Regions from separate parts of the Gossypium hirsutum genome. Here regions 1 and 3 are each linked to region 2. Evidence: chromatin contacts called from public Hi-C data. All regions are on one chromosome and are shown on one strand. The core of a region is the stretch at or near the end of the contact, and the rest is flanking DNA. Distances in the headings are between cores, read along the strand shown.

The links. Hi-C and Micro-C count contacts between places; a contact is called where the count stands out from the background.
Region 1: a Hi-C map of leaf shows a contact between it and region 2, with 2.3 times the contacts expected there. The contact joins the promoter of LOC121203152 here to the promoter of LOC107947935 in region 2. A contact is called at or near these places in 2 of 34 Hi-C or Micro-C datasets (both in leaf).
Region 3: a contact with region 2 is called in a Hi-C map of leaf, with 4 times the contacts expected there. The contact joins the enhancer-like site here to the promoter of LOC107947935 in region 2. A contact is called at or near these places in 4 of 34 Hi-C or Micro-C datasets (hypocotyl and leaf).

Annotation. Positions count from the first base shown.
Region 1 is chrA08:93,329,474-93,332,731 of Gossypium_hirsutum_v2.1, reverse strand. LOC121203152 (peptide chain release factor APG3, chloroplastic) reads right to left here and starts at 1,522. Exons shown (of 15, transcript XM_041075894.1): 1 at 1,152-1,522; 2 at 987-1,043; 3 at 699-779; 4 at 542-599; 5 at 338-441. The coding sequence starts at 1,301.
Region 2 is chrA08:93,166,389-93,169,686 of Gossypium_hirsutum_v2.1, reverse strand. LOC107947935 (zinc finger protein CONSTANS-LIKE 13) reads left to right here and starts at 1,688. Exons shown (of 5, transcript XM_016882437.2): 1 at 1,688-2,310. The coding sequence starts at 1,807. It overlaps LOC121204510 (membrane-anchored ubiquitin-fold protein 6), which reads left to right. Exons shown (of 4, transcript XM_041074431.1): 4 at 442-852. The coding sequence ends at 497.
Region 3 is chrA08:93,003,625-93,007,271 of Gossypium_hirsutum_v2.1, reverse strand. No RefSeq gene overlaps it. Among protein-coding and RNA genes, the nearest start is that of LOC121205238, 36 kb to the right of the region's middle. Within about 2 kb of position 1,876, at least 2 of the 9 cell types and tissues checked have an H3K27ac peak or open chromatin away from gene starts, as enhancers often do. A contact at or near this core is called in hypocotyl and leaf, where this site is marked.

The DNA of each region.
Region 1 (3,258 bases), core at 273-2,772, 160 kb before region 2:
GAAGCAATATAGTAGCTTGAGAGACCAGATAGAGGGAGCAAAACCAAAAATAACATAAGCAGCAATAATAAGATACATTCCACAATAAGGCTCAATATTGGTTAATGCTCATCAATGGGAAGTATTATATAAAATATGCAATCAATATCAATCTCATTCCATATTGTTGGAACTCAATAAAACTTTTCGTAATGCAAAGAAAACTGATTAAAACTTCTAATCATACACTTGACTAAGTAGACGATAGAACACAAGTTATTCAGTGGGAAAGTGGCTCCTAGATATGGAAAACAATTATAGAGATGGTGAGATAAAACTTAAGGCATTGGGAGAAAACCTTAAGCTTCTCCTCAAGCTCTTTAAGTTGACCAGATAGAGAGCTGATTTCAGATGCTATCATCTCAGCCATATCTACATCAGTGCCCTCCTCTTCAGATAAAGCTGAAAAAGAATTACTGTAAAAATAAGAAAAAAAGGATCCACAAGCTTTTATCTTATAGTAAAACATTTTAAACAAGATGATGATGATTGTCAAAATTACCTTTGGCCTCCTCTAACTGCTTCTCACATTCTTTAAATCTCCTGAATGTTGATACAACCTATCCACCAAGAAAATAGAACATAAATGGAAAGGCCAATTAGCAACGAAAGAGATAAAGCTCAGCAGCCAGCTAAGAAAGCAAAATGAAATCCAGTACCTCATCGAGTTCCGACACAGACTGAGCCAGTTTTTGGTATTCAGTGGGATTCGAGACAACATCTGGATCAGCTAGCCTAACCTACAGTCTCATTGTTTAGAGAAACAGAAACCTTACTAAACAATTGAATTAAGACACTATTTACGGCATGGAGAACAATATTTTCATGCTTAAGGTAGAGAAACCTTGGATAGACAAAAATTTTGACTAACATACAACTGAAAACACTTTTTTTTCACATAATCGAAACTTATTACCTACAAAAGAAAGAAAAAATAAGAACTATACCGATAATTCCTTCCACGTCTTCTCCGCAGATTCCAGTTTCGTTATCAGATACGGCTCCTGCAAGAAAAAAAAATCCAAAACAATAACCAACAAGAAGTTCATTTTATCGAAATCTCAGCTCTGCTTTTCATCAAATTAAAAAGAAGAAGTTTTTGTTGAACGCACCGCCATACAAACGATTCTCGAAGCTCTGGATCTAGGCCAAGGTCTGGCCACTCTCAAACATCTTGACTGAGGCGTAAAACCGCGTCGAACTGAAAAGTCGTTGAAGGTAGTGAATAATCGAGCTGTGGAGCTCATTGCAACGCAGTTCATTGCTGCGGTTGCTGCTAATGTATCTTTGAGATGAACTATGCTTGAATTAACTATGGATATGGCGGATAAAATGTGAGAGAGCAAGCGAAATTGAAGGGCTGTGACCGAGCGGCTACGGAATAGACACGGTGGCTTTAGCAAACTCAACTAAGACTCCAACTGATAATGTTCCATGCTTTTGCCTTTTCTAGTAAATACCAAACGTGTGTATAAATAATAGTGAGTGAATCAATATTTTAAATGGGTAATTTATATTAATAGTAACCAACTTTGGTTACATGATAAAATAGTTAAATTTTATTTCTGTCATTCAATTTTAGAAAAGTAATAAAATAGTACTTTTAATCATTTTTTATTACAGACGTAACGGCAAAGTAACATAACAAATGACGAATTGATTGGTGTCATTAGTCGTCCAACTGGTTAGTTAGCACCAATTTAAATAGCCTATTTAGCACCAATTTAGGGTTGAAGCAGTAAAAGAAAAAGAAGAAGAAGAGAAAAAATGGAGATGCCGACCGTGATATCAGTGTGCTATTGTGAAAACCCAACCAAATTAAATATGTCTTGGTCCAATGACAACCCAGGTAGGAGGTTTTGGGGTGTAAGAAGTTTGGGAATGGGTTTCAAAAACCATGTTATTTTTTCACCTGGTTTAATCCACCATTGACGCCCCGTTCACAAATTGTGTTGTTGGGTCTTCTGAAAAAAGTGAAGACATTGGAGGATGCAATGAGGGAGGAGAGAAAAACATGGCTTTTAGTGCTTTTATTTGTAATATTATTGCTATTTTTCAAACTCTAAACCAAATTATGTTGTTGTTAGCACCGAAAACCAGCTTATGTGGCCATTGATATAATATTTTGTTATTCATTCATGGTGAGTTGGGTTCCTAAATGTAATGGCCTGTAAAGGGTAGAAGTTTGCTAATTGTTGTTAGAATTAAATGACTCGAATCTTTATTTAAATAAAATACAGTGGTAAAATAAAATAAAAGTAAAATCCATATAGAACTATACTTCTTTTATTTTATTTTAGAATAAGGTTTTTTAAACCTTATTAAACTTCATATATTTTATATTGATTAGAATAAGGTGTTTCAATCTTACTAGAATATGGTTTTACAAGCATATAAATAGACATAATCTATTCCTTTTGTAATCATTCGAATTCGACATAGTGAATTTTTTTCTCCTTTACCCGTGTTTTTTTCCCGAAAGAGTTTCCACGTAAAATCTGTGTGTTCTTTATTTTATTTTCTTTTCTTTTCTTTTTCTCAAATTGGTATCAAAGCTTCCGGGTAGTTCATCTTGATCACTGTAATAGTGTCTTTGAAGTATGAAATTCCGCTATTGGATTGCAACACCAGATTTGTGTTGTGGCATATTAAGATACAAGTAGTTTTTGCGCAGATGGATCTAGAGGATGCCCTGCTAGGGATAGATAAAATGTCTTTGACATTAACAGATGAAGAGAAGAAGTGTAAGGATTGAAAGGCGTTAACACAATTACATCTGTATTTGTTTAACAAAATTTTGCAGGATGTGATGAAGGAGAAAACCGCCGCAGCATTATGGAAGAGGCTAGAACAAATATGTATGTCGAAAACTCTAACAAGCAAGTTGTATATGAAGCAGCATCTTTATGCTCATCGTTTGGAGGAAGGTGTGGCTGTACACGAACACTTAACAATGTTTAAAGAAATTCACTTAAACTTGGAGGCCATGGAGGTTCAGTATGATAAGGAAGATCTAGGGTTGATTCTACTTTGTTCGTTGCCTCCGTCTTATTCAACCTTTAGAGACACGATTTTATATAGCCACGAGTCTCTCACAGTTGGTGAGGTTTATGATTCTTTGACCTCGTATGATAAGATGAAGCATCTTGTGGTCAAACCCGACTCTCAGGGAGAGGGTCTCATTGTTCGTGGGAGACAAGATCGGAATGCTGATGATGA
Region 2 (3,298 bases), core at 439-2,938:
CACAATTAAGGAATGTATAGTATAGATATATACACAAACACTAGTCTTTGTAGGTTATGCTTTTAACTTACTACTTGACACCGATCTTACTGCGTAAGTTTCTTTTAGAGATGAATATATTTGACAGTAGAATCTCATACTTGAGTTTAACCTTTCTAGGTATTATTTTGGTTTGGATTCTACTAACTGCATAAATTAGTTATACTAACTTCTTCTTGTGCCTTCACAATGGGAAAAAGTTGTATAAAGGAAGAAAAACAAATGATAGAGCTTACAAACCCCTAAACCCTATTTTCCAATAATAACATTTTTCATGCTTTTGGTTAGCTCACGATTCTTTTTATTTGCATTTTCGTTGGCTTATGATCTGATCTGTTTATCTAACGATGGCCAAATGATCAAAACTTGTTACTTTTTCCTTTTGTTTTGGGTGCATTGCAGAAAAGAGCAAGGAGGATGTGCAAAAGCTGAATTCGTGCGGGTGTGTTATTCTTTAATCTGTGAGCATGCTCTTCCTAATTCTCAACTTGTCATAGCAAAAAAATCTATTCTTTAAAAAAATTAAAACAAAATCCACTTAAATGTTAAAGATATTATACAAAGGAATAGCTATTAAATATATATATATATATATATATCTATCTAAAAGTAAAATGAAGCACGAGCGGTGTCGTGTATATGCAGAAATGTTGCTCTTTATTAATTTTGATGTTGTATCTAGACCCGAGTATTGAGCATGAGTCACATGAGCCGTAAATAGTTTTAATTAATATGATATTTGATTTCTTTTTATTTTTATTTAAATATCATCGTATTGTCATTTTTATTATTATTTAAGTTTCGGATATTTCATTTAGCAACCTAATTATATATATATTGTAATGACTGAGTTTTATTGTATTTATTTGAATTTATTAATTATAATTATACTTCTAAACTTTAAAAAATAGTTTTAATTAATATTTCATAGTCTATCAAACCTTCTAGCAATGCACTCTCATTGACAGTGACAATCATTTTGTCAAATTATAATGTAATATGAAAAGATAAGTTAAATATGAGACAAATATATAATCACTATAAAATTTATAAAATACAAAATATCTCATAACATATTTGTTTTGAGCAAAACACTCTTAAATTCAAACTGTGTTATTCTGTCTCTTACTTTCATTATTTGTATTTTTTTTAAAAAAAAACTCATAATAAAACAAATAAAAATATTTTAAATACAATTGGTGTTCAACAAATCAAAGGTAACTTAATCAAATTGAATTTCATGGCATTGCTAATTTATGAATTAAAAAATTGCATTGAATGGATTAGATTTAAGTAACAACCAAAATGAAATCTAATGGAATTTACCCTTCAAAACAATTTTTGATTTTGTCGATTGGATTGGAATCAGCCTGATATTAATTCAGCAAAGACGAATCAATTGAATAATTGATTGAACAATTTTTATTATTTTTAATAATTTATTTTATCTACCCAGTTAAATTTTAAAAATGGACTGAAAATTACTTAAAATTTATGGACCACGTTTTAATCACCTGAGCATTGTAGTAGTCAATTTTGAAGAAATTTCGATTTAATTAATCGGGATAAATGGAAAAAGCAAGCATTAGAATTAAGACGTGGTGGGTAACATTGACCCAAAAATAAAATAAAACGATAAGATTATCCTGCTTCAATCACTGTCGCTCATTTCTTAGTTTCACCCTACTTTAAGCTCCATTCCTTTTGCTCCATAAAATTTTCCTATACTTTTAATAACCAAAATCCCCATCACGTCAATTCTACAACATGAGTGATGAGAGTCATACCCAGATACAGAGGAGACTCTGTGATTACTGTAACCAATCCACAGCTCTGTTATATTGCAGAGCTGATTCCGCCAAGCTCTGTTTTTCATGCGATAGGGAAGTTCACTCAGCTAACCAACTGTTTACTAAGCACTCTCGGTCACTGTTGTGTGACGCCTGTAACGAATCACCTGCTTCCCTCTTTTGTGAAACGGAGCAGTCTGTGTTTTGCTCGAATTGTGATTGGGAACGCCACAGCTGCTCGTTGCATCATAGGAGGCCTGTAGAAGTCTTCACCGGGTGCCCTTCGGTGAGTGAGTTGCTGAGTTTTCTTGGGATCGAGGATTTGGGTAACGATAAAGCTTCCTGTTGGAGTGAAGAAGATGATGGGTTTCTGGATTTTTTGATTTGGGAATGTCCTTTGATTTCTGGGTTTGATGGAGTGATTGTTCCGAATGATATGGATCATGGGTTTAAGGCTACGGATGTTCCTCCTCTACCTAAGGTTAGTATCAAGTTTACTCCTTTATGTTGTTTTTAGAAAATGAGAAAAAGTTAAAAATTCACCAAGTTTGGAATTTTGGGATATGTACGTATTGCTCATAATGCAAAACCATTTTCCTCAAAAATGTATACACCTTCAACTTTTGTACTGAGCTGCGGAATTTTGGGATTTTAATCATCTTACCTTCATATAACCCGATTTTAGGATAATATATACACATCTACTTGTATTTTACTTTTAACTCTTTTTTTTTTTAATTTAACTAGTATTTAAACTTGAACATCATAAGTAAAGGGTATGTGTTTAACGTTGTTAAAAAAAATTAATATGATGTTTATGTGACTTTAATAATGACACGTGAACATTTTAAAAATATTTTTTTTTATTTTTTTGTCACAGGTCAAAATATGAGATTATCACGTGTCATTATGTTATTGGTCATCAGTATCACATCAACATATTTTAACGACATTAGTCAAGTACCTTAAAAAGTTTAAAGTTAATTTATGGTTTTCAAATTTAGATGTTAATTAAGTCTAAAAAAATTTAAGTATTAAATAGATATAAATTATGAAATTTAAGTATCTCTTATAATTTGTGATATGTATGAAAGAAAAAGATTAATATTAAATTTATATTTATAAAAAATTTCAAGAATTGAATTATAAGTCGAGTTATTATTGCAACAATTAATAAGGCATAAATTTCAACGCCTTATTTCTCTTATTTAACATTATCTTTAGCAAATGTAGTAAAGGAAAAAAAAAGTAAAAGAATAGAAAGCTAAAGAAAGTAAATAATTATTCATTACCTTGTTTGGATAGTTTAAATTAGTGATGGAAATGAAAGTTAAGTCATTTTAATGGTTTTTGTTTGGATAAACAATGAAAATGAAAGGGGAAATGATTAATTATAACGAATTTTTATAATTATAACATTTTCATAAAATTATTTATAAAAGAAAGAAATAACAAAAAAAACATTTTAT
Region 3 (3,647 bases), core at 627-3,126, 160 kb after region 2:
CATATTATTTTAACCATAGTATGTATTCTTATAAAAAAATACTTTAAGCTATAATTTTCATATTATTTTAACCAAAGAATAAGTTAACATGATTGAGTTCATTGATTAGAGTCGGGTATTTCTTATTTGCAAGGTTGTCAAGGAATTAATCTATAGGAGCTACTCTTAATGTTGTTGATTTGATAAGAGTAATTGTTAGACTTTTCTTGCAATTAATTTACGACTAGTCATTGATTAGACTCAATTAATTTAACGGGCTTAGAATGAAGTTAGAAATTATGAGCTAATCATCATAAATTCTGAAACTAACCTGGTACATGAGGGAAGAGCTTTTTTGATTTGGTTAAATCTATTTTATTTTAAAATATTATTTTACATGATTCTACATTTTATTTACTATTTTTGCAACCGTTTAAATACTATTTTTCTTTTAGCCAAAAGATATTTTAACAAATCTGATTATTTCTGTCTCAATGGGATTCACCTATCTTTTGATTTTAATATATTTTTAAGAGTAAAATAATTAATTTTGATGAATTCCACACTCATTACCTAACAAAAATTTATTCAAAAATAAACTTTATGGCTGTTCTTATAACTAACTTATTTATTAGCTTTTTATATAAATATAATTTCAATACGATTAGGTCATGTATCTGATAAAATCTAGTGTTGCATAAGATTCGATAAGCCAACCAACTTTTGTGTTTTGAGGTCTAACTGTATCATCCTTTCCGCTTACCCATTTTCAAGGCCCACTAGTTAGATGGGCTAATAATAGTTACATCCAATCTTTTTCTTAAGATTTTCATTATTTTTGTAGATTCCATAATTAGTAGTAAAAGTCCTACTAGTTGGATTTAAGCCCGATTTTTGCATTTTATTACCATAATTTATATTTATCTAAACCTGATTTAATTTGAAATATGATTTATATTTATAAATGATTAATTTAAGCTTATTTTAAATCTATTCATATTATTATTTTTAATTTAATAATTTAATAATTTTATTTTTTTATATTTATTTAAAATTTATATATAAGTAATTTATTATCTTTTTAATGTTCACATTATAGTATTATATATTACTATAAAGATTAAAATATGCCATAAGTCCCTATACTAATCATAAATTTAAAATTTAGTCCTTATACTTTCATTTTTAGGAATCTAGCTCATTTACATTTTAGATTTCAAAATTCAGGTCCAACTCTTAACACTAAGATTATTTTTTTTAATTCATGTTCTTACAACATCATGCTTTTAGTTACACTACTACTAAGTTTTTTTTTTAAATTTCAAAATATCACACAAATAAATTTAACAAAAAAATTAGCAACGTTAATAATTGAACTTGAATTTTGAAATCTGAAAAGTATAGAGACAAAATTCTAAATTTGTGAAAAGTATAGAAACTTATGACATATTTTAAGCTACTATAAATTTAACTTTTATGTGTTATAAATTACATGATAGATACAAATAATATAATGTAATAAGGTTCATATTTGGTACATTGACAGTTTATTTTTTTTATTCCATAAGCAGTCTTAAAAAATTTATAATGTCTTTTTTTAATATTTTACTATACTTCTATTGAACACTTGTTATGTTTCTAACTTACTCGTGGAGCCTAAAAATTTCACTAGTAGTAGAATAAATATTTCTCAATGTAGTATATTAAAAACAAAAAAATAAGTCGAATTAAACTGAGTTTAGAGTCTTAAATATTCAAACTCAAACCCGAAATACTCTTGTATACGATCCGACGGACTTGTGGGCGTTGACTCCTTTTGTTAGCAGTGAGTATCCTACCCATTTTGTCTCACAATTGTGGGGTTTGGTTCCTTAGGTTTCTCACTGACAAACATGGTCTCCGATTGGATCCCTTTCCATTTGGGAACTAGAGTTTGCCCATGTTGTTTGGAGCTGAGCTCTTGGGCCATTTGAACATTTGTTTTCCACTTATTATATATCGTTTTTGGGTTTTTTAGTCTTGGACTGTTCCTATTCTACTAATAAATAACTGGGCAAACTATACCAATTATCTTTAAATTTTTATTAAAATCAAATTTTAGTTATTTAACTTTTAAAAGTTACATAATTATCATTAAAGTTATCAAAATATTATATTTTGGTCACTTATCCGTTAACCTCCCGTTAAGAGGATGATGTGACACGTTAATTTAAAGAGTTAATAATCAATTTAGCCTTTGAACTATAACTAAAATATCATTTTGATGCTTTTAAAGTTTTTCTTAATAATAATTCTAAAAAATTTAAAGGGTAAACTACTCAGATAGTCACCCAAGTTTTAACGTGTTCTTATTTTGGTCACCAATTTTTTGTTGTTGTTAATTTAGTCACCCTATTAGGTTAATTGTCATTTCTAGTCACTCCACCATTAAAATGTCTTGGTTACTAAACAAAATGTTGACATGGCAATCTTTTGATTTATATAATAAATTTAGCCTTTTAACACCTTACATACTCTGTCAATTTATTCTTAATTCTAAAAATTTCAACAAATTTAACCCTCAATATAAGCACATTTTGTCAATTTAGTTTAAATTAAAAAAATAGAACTTGAAAATATATCAAATTTATTATGAAAAGACATAAAAATATAAATTATTAAATATATATATATAAATTAACATAAAGGCTTAAATATGAATTTGGCTAAGGGATTTAAATCAATATTTCTTGAATTTTTAACAAAATATTTTAGGAATTCAACAAATTTTACCTTCAATTTCTCTTAAATTTTTTGAACAAATATTTCCTTTTCATCTTTAAACCCCATCAAGCTAAACGAGTCATTTGAATTAATTTTTTTGAATCAATCACTACCAAATCCAACCAGCACCATGATCAAACAGTTGGTTGAGGGATTCAAATAAGAAAGCCTTGACTTATAGAAACATCACAAGTTTTATTTTGGTGGCAAAGTGTAGGGCTCTGAGGGATTTAAATGCTTAAGGCTAAGTGGTGCTTCATGATCGTTTTTCCTCATTAAGAAAAATGTGAAATTGAGTTTGAGCGTGTCTATATAAAAAAATTGACTTTGGGTGTGGATTTAACGATGAATGCTCGATGACGAAGTGATGATGGATTTTTGGGTCTGGTAAAGTTGGGTATAGATTTGATATGATATTTAAGATTGTAAGGTTTGGTAGGAGTATTAGAACAATGGGAAGCCTAAAGATGAAGGGATGAGCGTTGTTTTACAAAGTTTATCCCTTTTGTTTGGTTGACCAGAAAATCTGGTAATAGGAAAGAAAATTTTGAACATTTTTTCTTGTAATTTTTTAATCGCAATGTTGTGCAGTTGAATATATCAAATGTAGGAGCATTTTTTGAGTTTTCATGGTTTTGAATTATAACTAAGGAAACTTTACTTACTTCGATTTTGGGTTTTGATTTTTTTTAATGTTTTATATTTTTTAATATCTTATTTATATATATTTTTAAATTTTTTAGAATTAGGACCAAATGGCAATTAAACATTTATGTAATGTTATATATTTTTTAATATTTTATATTTTTATGTCTTTTTGTAATAAATTATATATTTTTCAAGTTTTTAAAATTATAAAGTTTTTGAATTTGGACTAAATTGATAAAATGTGCAAACATTAAGGG